Linked DNA regions of Mus musculus: region 1 is linked to region 2. Evidence: chromatin contacts called from public HiChIP or PLAC-seq data. All regions are on one chromosome and are shown on one strand. The core of a region is the stretch at or near the end of the contact, and the rest is flanking DNA. Distances in the headings are between cores, read along the strand shown. Region 1 overlaps Slco2a1 (solute carrier organic anion transporter family, member 2a1). Region 2 holds the start of Ryk (receptor-like tyrosine kinase).

Region 1 (3,894 bases), core at 1,288-3,787, 240 kb before region 2:
CATTGCTAACGTATGGATCTGGAATGACCTGGGAAACAAATCTCTTGGTGTATCCATGAAGATGTATCCTGAGGGATTTGACTAAGTTGGGAGGACGTAATCCTGAATGTTCATGGTACTATTTAGTAGTTTGAGGTTCTGGGATGAATGGAAAGAGACTAGACTTGGATAGAGTAAAATACATGTGCTAACCAAGTGCTCTGTTACTAAGCTACATTATTGACATGGCAGCTGGTCCTTCCTCATTGCTTAGCCTTCTGGAGAGATAGGTCCTAATCAATATGGAGAACACCAGCCCCCATGTCTTTTCTGAGGTAGGGCAGTGGTCTTCAACCTTCCTAAGGTTGCGACCCTTTAATACAGTTCCTTATGCTGTGGTGAGCCTCCCAACCACTAAATTATTTCGTTGTTACTTCCTAATTTTAATTTTGCTAATGTTATGAATTGTAATGTAAATTCTGTGTTTTCTGATGGTCGTAGTAGGCAACCCCTGTGAAAGAGTCAGTCAACCCCCAAAGGGATTGTTACTCAAACATTGAGAACCTTGTAAGGTAGGGTCTCATATTGCTTAGGCTGGCTTGTAACTTACTATCTAGGCAAAGAAGACCTTGAACTCTTGGTTCTCCTACTTCCAAGCACTAGATTTATAGATGACACCACCACGCCCAGCAGAGGAGCTTCTGTTTACGAAGCGATTGACCTTGTAATTGCTCACACTCACACTTGGAGGTGGGTATCACTATCTTCCTTTCATAGTCAAGGAAACTGGGAGTCATGAGGTCAGGCAACACCCAAGACACTCAAGTAGAGACTTTTAATCTGATAGGGAGTTTTCAACCTTTGTGTTTCTCCTTCTCTGCTTTCCAAGTAAGCTGATGGGGCTGGATGGGAGGTCAGAGAGGCAGGCAGGAGGTGGTTAGATGAACTTGGGTGAGATTTCTTTTCTTTTTTCTTTTTCTTTTCTTACATTTTCCTTCTTGGTAGAATGAGAAGAGGGAACGCTCTCTATTAAAAACCAGACACTTCTCTTGACCCCACCCTGGTTCCTGGTCCCTTGTCCCTCCACTCTGAGCACTGAGTCCCCAGTCTCCTGCAAATTTCACGTTTTCAGCCCTTTCTCACAGTGTTCGCTTTGCTTCTGGAACTTTCCTCAGTTTCTGACTTGCTGATTTCTCCTCTTTTAATATTGAAGAACAAGTGAATCTTTACCCACAGCCTGTCTTGAACCTGCGGCTCAACCTTTCGACAGTTCCACCATCCCGGGCTATGATTTAACTTCCCACAAATAAAGATGGGGGTGCCAACAGGGCCTATGTTTCATGGATACTAGGAGCCTGGGCCAGGCTTCCCTACCAGGAGCTCCTCCTGGGACAGGGAACTCCTGCCATCAGTGTACCTATTGTCTTCTCACCATTAGACACTTGTAGGTTGCTGTTAAGACTCCCCAGTTAAGGGAGGAGAGACTCTGAGTAGGAGACAGGATGTACTGTCAAAGAGAGGGTGTGGAAGCAGCAGCCAGAGGCTCAGAGATTTCACTCACCGTAGGACCATCATGTAGAGGGGGTTGTGGGAGACGCAGGCAATGAGTGCCACAAAGGAGATGAGGAAGATGGACGGGAGCAGCAGCTGTGCACAGGATGTAGGGCAGGAGCCTGTCTTGGCCGATGCGGATCCTCCAGTCACACAGCTACAGTTCAAATAGATCTTGAAGAACAGGAGGGGCCACGTCATGATTTAACCTCTGTATGTTTCACATATCCACACTGCCTCCCTCTAATATGAACGAATCCCTCTGCCCTCCCTTCAGCCCTCCAGGGATGGAGGAAAAGCTAGGATTCAAAGACTGAAGAGGTCAGATGAGGGTTTTAGAGTGCCCCATGGGGTCCTGGCTCTTTCACTTTGGGGACATTAGAAATGGTCTTCACGGTCTGGAGAGATGGCTCGGCGGTTAAGAGCACTGACTGCTCTTCCAGAGGTTCTGAGTTCAATTCCCAGCAACCATATGGTGGCTCACAACCATCTGTAATGAGACCTGATGCCCTCTTCTGGTGTGTCTGAAGAGAGTGACAGTGCACTCACATGCATAAAATAAATAAACAAATCTTTAAAATAAAAAAAAGAAAGAAATGGTCTTCACCAAGAGTCCAGCATGGGATGAACTCCTGCAGTCTTCCAACATCTGAATGCCCAAGATCCCATCACCAGGCAAAGCACCCTCATCAGCTCAGCGCCTGGAACCTGGGAGCTCTCCTCCCGGTCCAGCCCGCTCTAGTGGTTGCGCAAGTTGTTATGGGAGAAGGTATGTTCCGGGAGTAGAGGAAACAATAACAGAGTCTCTTGAATGCTCTGTAGCACTCCCCACTGAAGAGGTGTACTTTGACCTAAGAAGAGCCCCCAGAGGAGGACCCTGCCTCATCATAATTCTATGTGGCTCAACACTGCTGTTCGACTCATTTGGCGGCCACCGTTCATCTGGTCATCTTTGCCTTCCCTCCTTGCAGTGGCTGATGGCCCAGCCTATGATGACGTTGGTGTCAGAGCTGTTATGGGGCTGAGCCAACTAATGAGCTAGAGGAGGCCTCCCTCTGTCAGTCAGTGGGACTGTGGCCCTCAAGCTCAGAAGTTCCTAACACACGATATTGCCGTAACCTCCCGCAATCTGGATCTTAAAATACTAAGACTTTATCCCCCTTATAATTTATTATTTTTTCCCTTGCTATCATGGTAATGGATTTTGTCTTGATGTACTTGTGCTGTTATTGGAAGCTTGTCAAGATTATTTCTGGAAGTAGATGAGTCAGCGGAGAGTAAATAAAGATAAGAAAACCACAGAAGCCACCACTCTTCCAGTTAAGAGGCAAACTAAGGGGCCATCTTGTCTTAGCTCCTCACCCTTCTCTACCTGAGAGCCAAGGGCCTTTGCCCATAGTGACAGACAGGGGAAGCTTTTTTCTGTGACCTCGCAAGAGGTGGTAAGTGGGGGCTAGCCTGGCCCATGGCCAACACACATGGCCGACACACAGGTGCATTCTTCCTATGGGGGCATCCTATAGTAATGACATAGACGTTCCATTGTTCTCATCAGAGGGAGTTAAGAGGGGAAATAATCTCCCTCCTAAGTCTGGCTTGCCTGGCCCTGCCCAGCTCTGGACCTGTTGATCCCTTGTCCCGATAGCTGTGACACTTGTCGCTTAGCGCCGACCAGGCCTTTCCTCAGCTTCTCTGGTGCACTGGCACCTGTGCTTCCCTCGAGTGCAATGGGCTTCCAGGTTTCCATAGGATTCTTCTGGTCTTTGCTCAAGGGTAAGTCACCTCAGGAAGTCCCTCAGCATTTATCGTGTGCATTTATCGGACTGGATGTAAACTGTGAGACCAGGGCTTTTGGTTGACATGGTGGCTGCACACATGGATTTCTGACTAAGAGACAAACCTGGAGGAGGCATTTGCTGTTTCCTGATCCCAGAAGGCCTGGGGTCACTGTCCTCACATATTGTCAGACAAGTCCCCATAGGTCTAGGTCTAAGAAGGAGACACATGGCCTTGAAGACCAGGTGAAGAGAGATTTTGTTTCTAATCCTAGATTTGAACTTAATTTCATGGCTTCAGGCCAACTCTGTGGCACTCCTGGGAGAGGAGGGCTTGAAACGACTGCTGCTCCCAGCACTGGCCTCTAAGGTCCAAGTCACAGGGGACCCTCTGCTCTCAGGCCATGTGACTCTGTAATATGGCCTGAACCCAGAACCCAGAACCCAGAAGTTCCCCCCTGCCACAGGGAGCCATTAGTATCAGTCACAAGTTTCCGCTGAGAGCGACTGCTCGGACTTGTTTCTGTTGTTTTGCCAAGTTCCCAAGAATGAACTCGTTGGTCTCCAGCCAATCTTTAACTGACTTTGG
Region 2 (3,750 bases), core at 973-3,472:
ACCTAAGGGTGGATGGGAGCATTAATGAGCCATGCTCCCCACTCTATTTCACACACTACTGGACCAGGTGCTCATCCATCAGGTGCCCCCTCAGCTACTGTCCTAAGAAAATCAGTTCCAGGCTACAAAGGTATCACTTCACGTACTAATGAACAACAGTCTCTTTTTTAACATGCCATAATCAAACTTCTAAATGCACATGCCCTTCAATAACTTAGTCTGCAGCCAGGAAACACTGTCTTGTGTGGGTATATATTATATATGTAATATATGAAATAAACCATGTTACCTTCAGCAAGTTACTGAAAGCCTTACTTTTCTCATCTCCCATAATTGCCCCACTGGGTAACAAGAAACTGAAACAACATGTTTAAGTCCATATCAAGCCCCAGCTAGATGGCTCAGCAGGTAAAAGCACTTGTCGTCCAGTCAGATGACATGAGTTTGAGCCCTGGGACCCCCTATTAATAGTGGAAAGACAGCCCACACCTTCAAGGTGTCCTGTGACCTCCACAGAACACATCGTGGTACACACACACCAAAATAAATAAAAGTAACAGCAAAACTCTAACACGCAACGGTAGGCACATGTACTCGTCTCTGTCTGCTGCCAGATATCTCTGTCTCCCTACTTCCATCCTGGCTAAGGCAGGAGAGGAAATACATGTCAATAAAGTCACAATTACGTAAGTTCTTTTAACAACAACAAAAACAACCCTTACAAAAGCACGCCTAGGAGCCGCACTACAAATCGTTATTTTTTCCCAAGCCTTTCTCCCATGCTCCAGGCGTAACTCAGATGCCATTTCAATTCTGCTAGACTAAATTCAGCTAATTCAACTAGACTATAAGGAAGGTTAAATTAGGATGTTAGGAAAACACAGTTCTTTAGTTAAAGCCGATAAACCTACACATACAACTATGTCTAAACAGTCTGCTAAAAGCAGTTTTCATTCCGAGGCTAAACTCTCTCAACAGACCCTAAGAAACTCTTCTAACAGGCAGAAGGCTCTCTGTGAGCTTGAGGCCAACCTGGTCTACATAGTGGATTCCAAAACAGCCCAGGCTACATAAAGTCCCTGTCTGGAAAGGAAAAACAAAACAAAACAAACAAACAAACAAACAAACAAAAAAACCTCCTCTAATACACACATACGCATACACACGCGCGCGCACACCACACACACACACACACACACTTGGGGGAGGCATACTCGCTCACTAAAAAAGTGACACTTAATGGATATTTAGGGGGAGACCTTTCCAGTTCCAACACTTCACTCTAAAACACCCCGATAAAAAGTGAAGGGACTGCCTTAATGCACAAAAGACGGCAAAAGCTGGGTATCCCTAACTATCAGAGACTTCCTTTTGATGGCTGGCCAGGCCTTCCTTCAAGGGCTGATTTTCAGAATGCACAGAGTTCCAAGCGGAGGGCAGAGTCGGACTCCCCAAACAACGGGCTAAACAGGTAAACGGAACCACCGCCGACGGACCCCAAAGCCAAGTTCTCCTCTCGCTTCAGGGTCTGCAGAGTAGGCAAGTGGCCTGGAACGGCAGCATCAGGTCACACTCAAGGAACCCAAGGCAAACCCCGATGCTTGGGATCCGGTCGGCCCGAAGGTGTGCAGGATGCCACACAACTCAGGGCGCCCGGCTCACCTTGCCCCCCACTCGCTAACCAGAAAGCAAGCGCACGGCGGCGGCGTGGCCTGTGGGCCACCCACAGCAGGCTAAGGAGCGGCCACCCGTGTCCCGAGCGCCGACTCCGAGGCTCCGGAGCTCCGCGGCCTAGAGTGACACGCGCAGGGAGGCTGCAGAGAGGGAGAGAGAGAGAGAGAGCGCGGGCGGCGCAGCGGCAGCACCGCGGGCTCACGAGGCCCCGGGAGCCGCGCCACTCACCAAGCAGCCGGCGCACCTCGTCCTCGCTCAGGTAGAGGCTCACGCTGGGTCCCGCAGGAGCGGCGGCCAGGGCCGGGGACCGCGGGGCGGCGGCGGGCAGCATCGCCAGCAGCAGCAGCAGCAGCGGCGGCGGCGGGGCCCTCAGGCCGCCGCTCCCCGGGACGCCGCCCCGGCCCGCGCGCATGGCCGCCGCCGAGCAGGAGCGTCCGCCGCCCGCCGCGCCGCCGCGCACCCCGGCCCCGAGCGCCTCACAGCCCCGAGCCGGGGGCGGCCGGCCAGCTCATCGCGCCGCCGCTTCAGACCCGCCGCCCGGGAACGGGAGGGGGTGGGGGGGCGAGCTGCGGGCGGAGACGCGCGCGTGCGCGTGCCCGCCGTGCGCGAGGGCGCGCACGCATGTGCCGCCCGACCGAGAGCGCCTGGTTCTGGGGCGCGCGTGCACGGGAGAGCGTCTCAGACCTGAGGTCGGGGTGGGGGCCGCGCGTAGGGGTTGGTATAAATAACATTACGTTGTTTGCCAGGCTGAAACGCGCGAGGAATAAAGGAAATGAGTTAAAGAGACACAAACTAATCAAAAACAATAATGAAGTGCCCTGGCCAGGCGAAGGGCTCTAGGCTAATATAGCCAGTCCCCAGCCCAAGTCGTTGAGGCCTAGAGTCGGTTGGTCTCTTTATTCTTCCCCAGGTGCGCCCTGAGTCTTGGATGCTGTCTCAAAAGAAAAGAATGCTGTTTTATTTAGTGAGAAGGGACGGGTACGTAGAAATCTTCCCTTATCCCACCATCAGAGGTCAGCCTCTAGTTAGCATGTCTGTTCCCTAAAATTCACATGCCACACACTTTCCAGAAAGCAAAAACAAAAACAAAAAAAACTCATAAAACCTTAGTAAACTTTTTATTTTGTATTTTGGTTTACAGTTTGTTTGTTTGTTTGTTTGTTTTGAGACAGGGTCTCACTATGTAGCCCTGGCCCGCATGGAACTTGCTATGTAGACCAAGCTGGCCTTGAACTCACAGAGATCTGCCTGCCTCTGCTTCCCAAGTGCCAGGATTAAAGGCCTGTGCCACCCATGCCCAGCAAGCTTATTTTTACATGTGACGAACTTTTATTATCCTAGTTCTCCTTTACTGTAAATCAACCTGTATCTGGGCTTTTAACCTGTGGTCCATGCCAGCCCCCCCCTCCAAAACATGGAATGTATGTGAGTGTGTGCTTATGGCTGTACATGGCTGTCTGTGTGCATGGGTGCTTTCACATACTGGAGAGTGGTTTTTACATTTCATCCCTTGCTCTAGGAAGCCCTTGTCTCCCTAAACCGGTTAAGGATCTCTGATACATCCCAGAGACTCTGATGAAGAATTTGGGGAAGCCCCAGTCAAGCTTACTCCACAAGCCATCACTCAGGCTGGCTCCCAAGCATCCCTTCTCACTTCCTCCAGAACAGGGTCATCCCATCCCTGTGACCCGTTCACTGACCTTATGCCTCCCTCCTTGCCTGTGGAGAGCAGCTGCTTTCTGCCCGGCCTAGCTTCAAGCTCCCAGTTGCCCATCCACACGCAGGCCCTGAGAGATATTACCTGTATCCCCTGCCAGGGCAGGGAGAGAGACCGAAGAGGAGGATAGTTGGATCTTGATATTTTTCCCCCCTCTCTCCTGTAGTGAGAGGGATGGATTCCATTTGGAGACAAGCTGGCCTCAATTTGTCAAGCTTCAGTTCCCCAGCACAGAATACAGTGCCCTGCAGGAAGAGACCAGGAAGTGGGCATGAACTGAACAAAAGCATGCCATCAGTGAATGATGAAAAACACAAGTCACCTGTGGCCACAGCTACCTCGTAGGGAACCAGGGCCCT

The links. HiChIP or PLAC-seq counts read pairs in DNA pulled down with a chosen protein or histone mark.
Region 1: an HNF4G HiChIP or PLAC-seq map of pancreatic cancer cells shows a contact between it and region 2. The contact joins the enhancer-like site here to the promoter of Ryk in region 2. A contact is called at or near these places in 3 of 115 datasets of contacts at active chromatin or transcription factors (embryonic stem cells, extraembryonic endoderm stem cells and pancreatic cancer cells) and 1 of 9 other capture datasets (embryonic stem cells).

Annotation. Positions count from the first base shown.
Region 1 is chr9:103,077,259-103,081,152 of GRCm38.p6, reverse strand. Slco2a1 (solute carrier organic anion transporter family, member 2a1) reads right to left here. Exons shown (of 14, transcript NM_033314.4): 11 at 1,541-1,704. Among named protein-coding and RNA genes, the nearest start is that of Rab6b, 33 kb to the left of the region's middle. Within about 2 kb of position 2,537, at least 35 of the 459 cell types and tissues checked have an H3K27ac peak or open chromatin away from gene starts, as enhancers often do. A contact at or near this core is called in pancreatic cancer cells, where this site is marked.
Region 2 is chr9:102,833,392-102,837,141 of GRCm38.p6, reverse strand. It overlaps Ryk (receptor-like tyrosine kinase), which reads right to left and starts at 2,222. Exons shown (of 15, transcript NM_013649.3): 1 at 1,903-2,222. The coding sequence starts at 2,086.